Regions from separate parts of the Gossypium arboreum genome. Here region 1 is linked to region 2. A link is a contact called in public Hi-C data. All regions are on one chromosome and are shown on one strand. The core of a region is the stretch at or near the end of the contact, and the rest is flanking DNA. Distances in the headings are between cores, read along the strand shown. Region 1 holds the start of LOC128293838. Region 2 holds the start of LOC108489486 (protein S-acyltransferase 24-like).

Region 1 (5,761 bases), core at 1,457-3,956, 480 kb before region 2:
AGATGACAAAAGGAATGAGAGATTTGATGTCATATCCTTGGTCCCTTTCCTCGCCCTTATATAGATAGATAAGTTCTTGTCCTGTAATACCACATGACGAGTCATATTGGTGGGTCAAATATCAGTAGCCGAACTAATGTTGCAGGTGCAAGTAGGTTAGCGCCATAGTGTCCTACACGGTCCCACCTGATGCAGCAGTCCCTTGCTATGGCAACTAATGAGTGAGCCTACTTGTCAAACCATTAACCGAATGATTCTACCAAGGGGTTCCACAACGAGTCTTACACATACTGAAGTCTTATTACAGACAGTCCTAGTATAACACATAACATTTTGGCTTTTAACATTAATCGTAAAATAAGCTATTTCCAGCCCTCAATTAGAAGCATATAAGGAGTTCAAAGCAGTTAGCAGCAAATGAAGGATTTTTTTTGTGTGCAATTTTCCATTGGGACCAGAGACTGCTATGCAGTTATCTATCAAATATCCAACTTTCAGGTTGCAATGAACCAAAAACATTGTCCCCATCCCCAACAAACACCCACAGAGAGACCATACGTAGGTAGGAGCATTTGTTGAATTGCATGGTCCATGAAATCTTGGCACTTGTGGCCACACCACAGCAAAGGTGACCCGGCAGATGACATGTGAGTCCTCACCTGCAATCAATAAGTAAAACATGGTGGATCTAGCCCAAAATCTATGGTGGCCAACTAACATTATAAGATACAATGTTCAATGTCTGATATAGGTCCATACCTACTTCCTTTAATACCAACTTACTTCACCCATTCTGCACTTTTCACCTTTTTTTTGTACAATTTTATTCAATTCTGTCCGCATTTCAATTAATTTTCATCTTTATCCAACCAATGCATGTCTTTGAGATATATTTATTTTTATAAACTTTTCTATACATATTTCAAATTGAAGTGGAAACGTAACAATAGAATGTAAATCCTCACTTTTGAAATGCCAATAAAAAATCATATCCACTAAGCATACGACGGTTGATTAATTAATTTCTATAAAAAATAGTTGTATTTTCAAATAAATTACATTTTTTCATCTATCAATTCGGGTTATATATTTTATACTAACAATTAAATTTATTAAAAAAATTGATTCTAAGTTACAAAATTTAAAGAATCAGAATCTCGTATATTAACATAATAGTTAAGGTGATAAACATCACAAGTGTAATTTGAATTTGAGTCTCCTATTATAATTTTTTTTTTTTAAAAACTAAAGGGCCTCAAAATGTAATGCATCATTGCTCCATCATCCAAAGTGATGGTTTAATCTAACACTTGGTCCCGTATAATACTCATCTCTCTTCCTTTTCCCTATATTGTAGCTTCCAAAAAAAAACTGATGGTCTAACAAGTATATAAGAAAAAATAAAACTAATAACACTATTATGTGAAAATTTAAGTTCATTCATAACCCCAAAAAACCTGCAGCATTCCTGTAAGACTGTCCCTAAATTTCCTTCTCCTGAAAAACTTTTGCTTCTTTTTATGTTGGATTTCTTTTTTAATCCCCCCACTCTTAGTTGTGAATTGGAGGTTTTCTCCTAGCTGGAGAATAGTCCATTTCAACAATGTCCATAATGTTGACATAGTGGTGATAGACGTCCGGGTGTTGGGAAGTTGTCGGTGAACCAAGAAGGAATTTCTCTTGCTTCCCACCATTTTCTTCCTCGACGGCTGGTTTGAGTGTTGAAATTGGTATAACTTCGTTTTCTCCCTTCTCTTCTTTCTGTTTACATAAGTCACATGTAAAGGGAAGGGAAGATCTAAACCGTAGCTATGGGAATGTACATGTTAAACTATTAACTCAAAACCAACCTTTGAAATGGTGGAAGATGTAGGAGTTATAGCAGTAGTTGCAGTAAAAAGTTTCCTACCCTTTCCTGCAAAAAAGAATGTTAAAAAAATGAATCTGCTTTAGATTGAGATGTATATGTGTTGGATTTGTTGCACTACAAGACAACATGGACTTTGTCATTGGTTTTTGATTCATAAAACTTTGAATTCTTACACAAATTAAATGCCCCCATAATGCTATAATATGGTCCAGTGAAAGGGAAGTTATTATTCATATATGGTTAGACGAGCTTCTTGGTGGACAAAAGGAATTTGTCAGCTTACATGGCCTTGGTAACGGTTCTTATGAGGGCTTTAAAGAATAATGAAACAACTAGTAAGCCTGGTAGTTAAAATATGGTAAAAAACTAATCCTAGGGAGGAAATTTTAATGGTGCCTTGGCCTGTGCTTCCTAGGTCCACAGTAGTCTTCATGAATGCTTGGTACCCAGTGGTGTGATTTTCTCTTCTTGGTACCTGTACAATGCCCTTGTTTGCAGAGAAGGATATCTCCCATAACTCCATTACTGCTTTTCATCAAAGCACCTTCCTGTATAGGATCATGTCCGGCCGGTTTGAAACTTTTCTCCAAGCGAATCCCTACAAAAGAAACAAGATTAGATGTCAGAATTTAATGATATATAAATATGTAATGGCAATGCAGTAAAGAGGAATTCTTGGCATACCTTGAACGCTAGAAAGGTAAATGATGAACAAGACCATAAGGGAGACTGCTAAGTGGGAAGGCCTCATTTGTGAAGAGATATATGGGATTTATGTGTTTCAGAATTTGGTTTCTCTTTCACTGTCGGTACAAGAACTTGGATGTTAGTCCTTTTGAATTATCGATTACTATGGGAAGTTACCCCCCTTTAATATATGCTATTTGGCTTTTAGGACCCACATGGAAGTTTTCGCAATTTAAATTGGAAAAAGAAAAAAAAAAAGAGACCAATCATTAGGGCACCCAATATACCCCCATTATTCAATAATGGACCATGAGTTGGACTTGTTTTAAGACCCTTTGCTATAGGGGACATAATGGGATACTCTCCACTATGGTGAACTTTTAAATGTCAAAATGAAACCCAACATATTTGTGAAAATTGCCTTAAAGAATGAAAAACAACAAGACTTTTGGGAGATAGCTTGAGGGTTTTGTGAAATCATGTTTTAGACTATTATTTTAAAACCATGCATTAATAACAAAATAAATAAATAAATCTTATTCATATATACACATGGTACAATCCATACTAGAAATTAAATATTAAAATAATAATAATAATAATAGACCATGTGGTATATTAGTTGCTCACAGTATAATAAAAATAATTTTATGTAACAGTTAAATTTATAATGTTTAAAAATATTGTCAGCTAAAGTATTAATAGGTCGCGGATATAAAAAGTGTTGCATTATATTAAATATTATGCAACCATTTATAAATGTTGCATTTTATTGTATTAAGCAACAGACTAGCAATATTGTATTTATATTATTGCTTAAAACTATATTGAAAACCAATATATAGAAAATCGTTCACTTTTTGTGTTGTCTAATATCTCATAATCGTTGCCTTTAATATCATCATTTACAACATATATAATGTTTTTATATAAGAATTGATAGACCTAATTATTTATTAATTAATATGGACACAAAAGTTCAACTATATATTGATACATGTATTAATTATTAAGATGCCAAGTGTAATTTGTATTAGTGGTGTCTATTATGTGTTGAGGTGTATTTTGATTTGAATTTTCTTCAAATATTGTTTTACCTAAATGGAATATCGGGTGGTACTGGTATTGTCCCAGATGGAATATCAGATGGACATGCTTCGTCATTTTCAGTTATGCATAACTTTTTTCAAGTATTATTTTATTTAGTTTAGAACTTGAAAAATGAATTATGATTGTATTGTTTCATTTCTTTTCATTTTGACTTGTATAATGATTTTAATTATTTTCAAAAGGGATAATATTTGATTTTGTGGAGGTAAATAGCCATAAGGATTATTATTTTTTTGTTATTGGTAACATTTTATTAAATATATTATTGAAATTACTTGTTTAAATGTACTTATAGGATGATTGGAATGAAGGAAATGATAACATTGGCACTTAATTAAAATTTTCTAAACATGGGAAATGAGTAGAATTTCGATACTTAGAACTTACTACAATGTTGCTTATCTTCTTTAATTATTTTGGAAAAACATAAAATGTTTCGGACTTCTTTTTTCTTTTGTTTCTTTTCTGTGGGTTTAGAATTTAAAATAATGTTTGTAAATATTAGTATGTCTTGTTCAATGTTTGGACATATTTGAGTTATTAATGTTTACTTGTAGTTATGCTGCAAAATGATACATAAGTGTTGCAGAAAGCCTTGATTTTTAAATAAATGTTTCATTTAATTTATAAATGATTTACTTAAATTATCAATGTAAACATTAAAATAAATCATTATTTAAAAGAAAAAATTTGCCTTTCAGTTTAGGTAACGATCTTATAACATTTTGCAATAAGTGTTAAAAATTTTGCATTTTCTTTCATATAAATGTTACATAAAACACCAAAAGTAATTACTCCTATTTCAGTTAAATTTAAGAAATAATTTTCCAGTTAAACTCTATTTATTTATTGTAATAGGCCAATTTTGGCCCGGACCCAAACTATAAAAATAAAACAAATTTAAACCAAACAAATAAAGTCCCAGTCCATTTACAACTAATTTAAACCAAAAGCTAAACCCAAATTACAAGCCTAAGATAAATTAAAACCCTAGCAACCTAACAAGCCCACAACCTTAACTATTTTCAGGAGACAAAAAAAAAGGCAGAAAACCTAGAGGTGATCATGGGTCGAGCTGGGACGGGCTCAGACAAAATTTTAGGCCCATCTACTAGGCCCGGCCCGAAATATGGGCCTAAAAATTTATCCAAGCCCGACCCCAAATAAAATTGCTAAGCCCGAGCCTGGCCCGGCCCGACCCATATTATTTTTTTTTTTGCTTATTTCATTAAATAAAAATTTTAAAAATATAATAAATCAAATATATTTAAAAACATTAAAACAAATATTAAAACAAATAAAAATGATACTAAAACAATTCTTAAAACAATACAATAAAAAAATGGTTATATTAAAATTTTAAAATGATTAAAAATAAAATAAAAAATATACTAATATATAATTCGGGCCGGGCCGGGCCTGGGCCAAACCCGGGCCAAAAAACTCTTACCCGAGGCCTGGTCCGTTTTTTAAACGGGCCTCATTTTTTGCCTCAACCCATTTTTCGGGCCTATATTTTTACCCGAACCCTCCCATTTTTAGGGGAGGCCTTCGGGCTAGACTGGGCCGCCCAGCCCATGATCAGCTCTAAGAAAACCTTACCCGCATGCCACGTTGGCGCCCCCTCCGCCGCACGCCACCACCGCCGTACGCCTCTGACTTCTCGGCCACCTGCAAAGAGAAACCAACACACAACAGCAAAAAAAAGCAAGACAATACAACATAGAAACAGACAAAAAAAATAGAGACTAAAGGTTGTGTAATCCGACTATAAAAGCCTAAACATTTTATTTGTAACTTCTTTACGAACACCGATTAATTGAAAAGAACTCAAAAGTTGAAAAGAATGTAATTTTTTTTTATTTTACTTTTAAGTTTTTTTTAAATTTTTTTTTATTTTTATATATACGAAAAATAAAAAGAAGAAGAAATGAAAACCTATCCGAATTGCCCCGTGGTCGTGTCGTTGGAGTTCCACTTTCAGTCGCCGAAATTGAACCCAAAAAGGGAAGGGAGAGACCTTCCTCTCTCGATCTTTTGGGCTGAGAAGGCTTAGCCTTCAAATGTGTTTTAAATGGGGCTGAAAAGCCCGTT
Region 2 (6,034 bases), core at 645-3,144:
CTGTCCAACCCTACACACCATGTGGTGATAAAATCAACCCACCCATCTCTACACACTAGGCTGTACCAAAATGCGACAAATAATCAGATAATTACAGCTAAGCTGCTAGATATCAGGCTTAAGAGCCTTTCAGAATACTTTCTCCAATATAACATCAACTCAACCCCGATGCAATGCAACATGCATTAATGGCATGCTAAAATGCAATCTATCAGATTACTCAAATAGTTCAGATTTACATGCTAAGTATCACATGCTTAAATTATACATCACATAATCAGATCACAAAATTAGGGGTCTAAGAAATGCTTACCGACCCTTCAAAATTTCACAGTCGATTTGGGCGACCTGTGCAACCTTACAGAGTTTTCTAGAAAAATAGGCTCGCACGCCCATGTAGCCTACTCGTGTGGCCCACATGGCCTAAATTGGCCTTAGCCGTGTGGATCACACTGCCTGGCCCAAAATTTTTACATGCCAGTGTAGTTCACCCGTGTAGGCCCATACGGCCCAATTAGTAGAGCCCGTGTCTTGTACATGGCCTCACCGGCCATCACATGGCCGTGTCTTATGCGCATGGCCTGGTTCGTCAATCACACGCCCGTGTACTGCCATATGGCCTACCGCACGAGCTACCACATGCTCGTGTGGCTTCGACAGAATCATTTTTTAACTTTTACTGATTCTCGTTTTCTGTGTTTTCGGGTACACACCTGGTTTCATTTGATGCGAATACAGTCCCCAAGCACTCTGAAACTTAGGATTGACCAAGAAGCACGATTTAATAGCCTAAAGGACCCCCAATCGAGATACTTATCAATTGATCAACAATCACTTACCCTCTTTCCCCTCGGTTGATCTTACAAACCAGCCGAAACCTCTTTAAACGAAATACAAAAGAATAGTCTAAATCAATTGAATACCAAGACTTACCGAATACGCAAAATGGTCGTTGACCCAGATAGAAGCAGAACAAAACCAAAATAGGAAAGAAATTGAAGAGAATAGATGTGGGCAAGATGGAAATTCGATAGGGAGAAAGAAGAATCAAAAGTCAGAATTATAGAAATGAGAGAATGTGTCGAATTTTTGCCAAAAAGAATATCTTAATGAACTCCCTACTACCCACAATTCTAACTCCACTTAAACTCCTCTCCACAACCACTCAAAAATAAAGCCAAAGTAGGGAATCGAACTCAGGATCTCTAGCACACTAGACACTCCACTTAGCCACCAAACCAACAAACCCATTCTAATATAAAATTACAAATAATTTAATATAAGCCTTTTAACTAGAGGTTAAGGCTTAATTCAAGAAAAACCCAAAATTTGTCGGATACATAGCTTAAACTTGAGACCTCACACACACACCCAAAACACATAACCATTGAATCAAATACACAATTATGTTAAAAACCCACAGAAACAAATTTATCAAATTTGGGGTGTTACAAATACAAAGTTGATTAATGATGTATATATGAATATCGATAATATTGAATGCTCATAAATATCAGCTATACGAGCTGGAGGGCCAATATAGAAATGTGATAAATCTAGGAATTTGATGTAGAATTCGAACAATAAAATGGAATAATAACTGCCATTATATTGAAATTGGATGTACTGTTGACAACAAAATGAAATGATATGATATAACCTTTATATTGATTAATTGAAGCTTGAATACATTGATACATGTAGTACCATTGAGACTTTTAGTTGTATTTGTGAATTGAAATGTTGATTAGAATGTTGTGAATGATATTGAGTTGTTGATTTTCATGCGATTGGTATTAAAATTATTTGAAATGCTAAAATTTTAAATTATTATATGAATTAGTTAAGTTAAACTCACCTTGTTGGTATAGGGATGTTGAATTTAGACAAGATCATCAAATTGAATAATTTATTGTATAAATTCATAAAATGAGGTAAGTTGCTTTAATAATTGTAAACTTATTAAGCATATGAAATGCTTACACCCTTATTTCTCTTTTCTCTGTAATTTATCAACTTACGAAATATGTCAGGCGAATCGTTGAGAAACTCACACATCTTATTGTTAAATTGGTAAATCTTCTAATCGTTTAAAACATGATTTCGTGACATCTATTTAAGTGATTTGTTGATTTTATAATTTGGTCGGTTTTGTGCAAATATTTCAAATTAGATTTATTTCTCTTTGTGAAACCGGAAGACAACACACCTTCTCAAAATTCCTACGAGTTATTGCTTAGGCAAATTGGCCTTGGCTTCGTCCTGTGCCTTGGCTTCGGCATCATCAGTCAACCCGGCACGGACGCCAAAGCGGAACACCCTCCAATCCCAGCTCCTCTCTTCCTTCTTCCCTCCAAAAACCCTAAATGCTGCCCCCCCCACATTTTTATTTGAAACCGAATTATTGAAAAACAAAGTCAACCCCAGAACATTAAAAAGGAAAAAAAAAATCATTGGTCTTTCTCGATTGTTGGGTCTTTGAGATATGTCGTCGGAGATCGAGGTGGTGGAGGAGGCTGTACCTTTGAAGCAATTGAGTGGCGTTGTAGCGAATGGAAATGAATATGGGGGAGGGCATCATGGGGTTGTTGGTGATGTTGCCGATGATGAGAGCTTGAAGAACGATGTCTATACCGCTGCTGCTTATGGGGATTTGGAGAAACTTCAGAGGTTGGTTGAGTCCGAGGGTTGCTCTCTTTCCGAGCCTGATGGCCTTGGTTACTATGCCCTTCAGTGGGCTGCTTTGAATAATAGAACCGCAGCTGCTCAGTACATCATCGAGGTTTTATTTATTTTTGTTTGGTTATTTTTATGGATTTAATGAATTGCCTTTCCTGTCAGAGTTGGGAGTTTTGTTTCTGATGTTTTGAGTTTGGGATTTATTGAGCTGTTTTTATTTGGTATCCAATTCATGGAGTTTTTTTTTTTCTAAACATTTATTGAATTGGGGTTTAATGGGCTTAGTGAACTCCATTTTTGGGAATGCATGCTTTTGAGTCATGGAAATGACTTTTGAAGTTGTTTGAATTTTAATGTTTAGTTATGTCATGTCACTCTTTAAGTTTTCATTGGATAAATTCAGTTTAATTGAGCAGATTTTGGGTTGTCTTGATATGCTAGCATGGTGGAGATGTGCATGCGGTGGATCATAATGGACAGACAGCCTTGCACTGGAGTGCGGTCCGTGGTGCAGTACAAGTTGCTGAGGTTTTACTCCAAGAGGGTGCTCGTGTTGATGCTGCTGACATCTATGGTTACCAGGTTAGCATTTTCTTCAATGCGGTGCCCAGTATTATATTCTTTCTCATTCAAGAAATTGGCATGGCTCCCCATGGATTTGGGACAATGAAAGCAATGTAAATTATTGTTAAAACAAAGCTAGCTGTTTTAGACATTCTTCTCTGCTGAAGTTGGTTTGTATCTGCATGGGAACTCAGCATTATGTGGTTTCAATAAAACGAGTACATCATATTGATATTTTGAGGCTTAATTTAAAGAAGATATGTTTTTGCTATGCATTTTAGTTAAACCTTATATACTTGCTGGAATCAATATTCCCTCACTTATATTCTGATTTGTCTTGGACGTCAAGGACGCCTATAAGCATAGCATTTCATGCTTTCTTGTTTGCTCTGGGTTGCTAACATGCTAGGTCCCCTTAAATTTTCCCTAGTCCTTGTCCCTGTAATTTTATCCTTTAGGTATCATCTAACATTATGTGCAATTTTGTACAGTTGTTACTTTTTTTTTTTTCACTTTTTTAAAAAAGAAATTTGCTAGAAGTCTAGAACATGAGGCTGGTTTCTATTTCTTAATTTAACACTGAAAACTTTATGCTATTCGTGGTTTACAATTTAATTGTATGACAATAGCCAAATTGATATATTTCTTGCTTTTAATTGTACTTCCAAATGAATGCATGCTTAGTTTTGTAATTTGATGCAGATAACACATGTTGCTGCCCAATATGGTCAGACTTCTTTTCTCTATCATGTTGTTTCGAAATGGAATGCTGACCCTGACCTTCCTGATAACGATGGGCGAAGCCCTTTACACTGGTACATGAGGAGTTCTTCTTACATCTCTCTTATTCATTTGATGGTCTAGGATAAGGCACTACGGTGCTGCTCTTTATTTCGCTATCTAAATATCAGCATTTTATTGGGGGTTGATTTTTTTCCCTTATCTAGCATTAGCATCACATTGTTTTCTATGTTCGATTACTTAGGTACTTCAAATTTCCTTGTAATCAATGATGAACCTTTTTTTTGGTACTTAATGTTAATGATTTATTGTTTGAAACATTTGCTGGTAAGTTTATTTTTGGAATACCTAGTATTAGTTTAATTATAAAAGAGTTTAACTTGCTAGTATGATGTTTACAGTAGTTGTTTTCATTCTGGAAATTTTAAAGAGTGTTTAGATTTTTGTTCACCATTCCTTCTGTTAAATCTCTCTTTGAGTTAATCTTTTTTTTTTTTTTTAATTTAACAAGTTTGCTTACATATTCTGATTATTCTATTTGATTTTCCCTGCAAATTGCTTGATTGTGTGATGAAGTTTACAATTGAGGCCTGTTATTTTTAATTCCAATTTCCTTTCAATATGGACAACTCTAGGGCTGCCTATAAAGGTTTTGCCGATTGCATTCGTCTTCTTTTATTTCTTGATGCACATAGAGGGCGTCAGGACAAGGAGGGTAATTTTCTGATTCTTGGTTTTAAAATGTCATTTCTAATGAATTTCATCCAGTTAATGTAGTGTGATGCTCTGTTAACTATGTTTCATCTTTACATCAGGTTGCACTCCTCTCCATTGGGCAGCTATCAGGGGTAATCTTGAGGCTTGCACAGTCTTAGTACAGGCTGGCAAGATGGAGGACTTGACGGTCACTGATAATAGTGGCCTTACACCTGAACAGCTCGCTTCTGAAAAAAATAACAGACAAGTTGCTTTTTTCCTTGTAGGTTCCATGACATTTTAACTTGGTTAAGAAATATGATTAGTCTTTCATGAATTGTTTGGATATTTATATGTTTGTTTTTCAGTCTTGTACTGTTCAAGCTCTTTCTTGTTAGCAATGACTCATTAATGCCTTGGCTGAATGAATGACATTTCTGGCTTCTTCTACCCCACAAATATTTCTTGTGAACTCTTGATAAAAATTCAAATAATAGATGCTTTATAAGCATTAGATAAATGTCCAAAATGTGTTATTTATTCTTTATATTTCTGGGGACAATTTGAAATGGTTGATGCTTTATGCAGTTGCAAACTCAAAGCATTTTCACTACCTTTATGCTGCGTTTAAGGTTTATGAAGCTGGGAGTTCTCTAGTAACTAATATTTTTGTTCTTGGATAGTCAAACCTTTTACCTTTCTTTGTATAGGTGCAAAATGGGTGTAGCATTTGAAAATTTTGTGACTTCACCATGGAAATATTAGGATGCAATTGTTATTGCTTTTGATTGGTGTTTTTATTTGTTTCAGTAAAGACTGTAGAATTACTTTGTAAGTGCTTAATTTGTCTCCTGGCTATTGGTCTGTTTGATTGTTAAGATGACGTGCTTATGAAATCAGATGAATTATACCCACCTATTTATGTTTCTTACATCTGATTCTGCAGGGAAATGCTAGAAGGCTGCTTGAAAAACGATGTGATGGGAACAGCCGTCTTGGACGATTTACAAGATTAAGACTTGCGCCACTTCTTTGGTGCATTATCTTGCTACTATTAGCGACCTATATTCAATCTGTCATAATGGGTATGTCTTTTGATCTCTTCATGAAAGTTAATTGTGCCCTACATCAAGACAATACCTCTCTCTCTCTATAACCTATTTATTTTTGGGTTTGGACATCTGTTGCAGATGCAAATCTGCCAAAGTTGACGGCTGGATTTAGCTTCATGGCTTGGTTTGGTGTTATCCTGGCATCTACTGGTTTAGTTATGTTTTATAGGTGTAGCAGGTATATTCTGTGATCTGGATGTATTTTATTTCAAAAAGTCTTTTAGGTCATCGTGGCACTTACT

Evidence for each region. A called contact is a pair of places that touch in the nucleus more often than the background predicts.
Region 1: a Hi-C map of leaf shows a contact between it and region 2, with 1.8 times the contacts expected there. The contact joins the promoter of LOC128293838 here to the promoter of LOC108489486 in region 2. A contact is called at or near these places in 3 of 5 Hi-C or Micro-C datasets (all in leaf).

The regions. Positions count from the first base shown.
Region 1 is chr6:134,635,842-134,641,602 of ASM2569848v2, reverse strand. It overlaps LOC128293838, which reads right to left and starts at 2,706. Exons shown (of 4, transcript XM_053029389.1): 1 at 2,555-2,706; 2 at 2,346-2,468; 3 at 1,851-1,915; 4 at 1,552-1,761. The coding sequence starts at 2,621. The coding sequence ends at 1,552.
Region 2 is chr6:134,156,071-134,162,104 of ASM2569848v2, reverse strand. LOC108489486 (protein S-acyltransferase 24-like) reads left to right here and starts at 1,894. Exons shown (of 13, transcript XM_053029781.1): 1 at 1,894-2,782; 2 at 3,121-3,261; 3 at 3,946-4,058; 4 at 4,620-4,699; 5 at 4,800-4,963; 6 at 5,627-5,765; 7 at 5,871-5,970. The coding sequence starts at 2,486.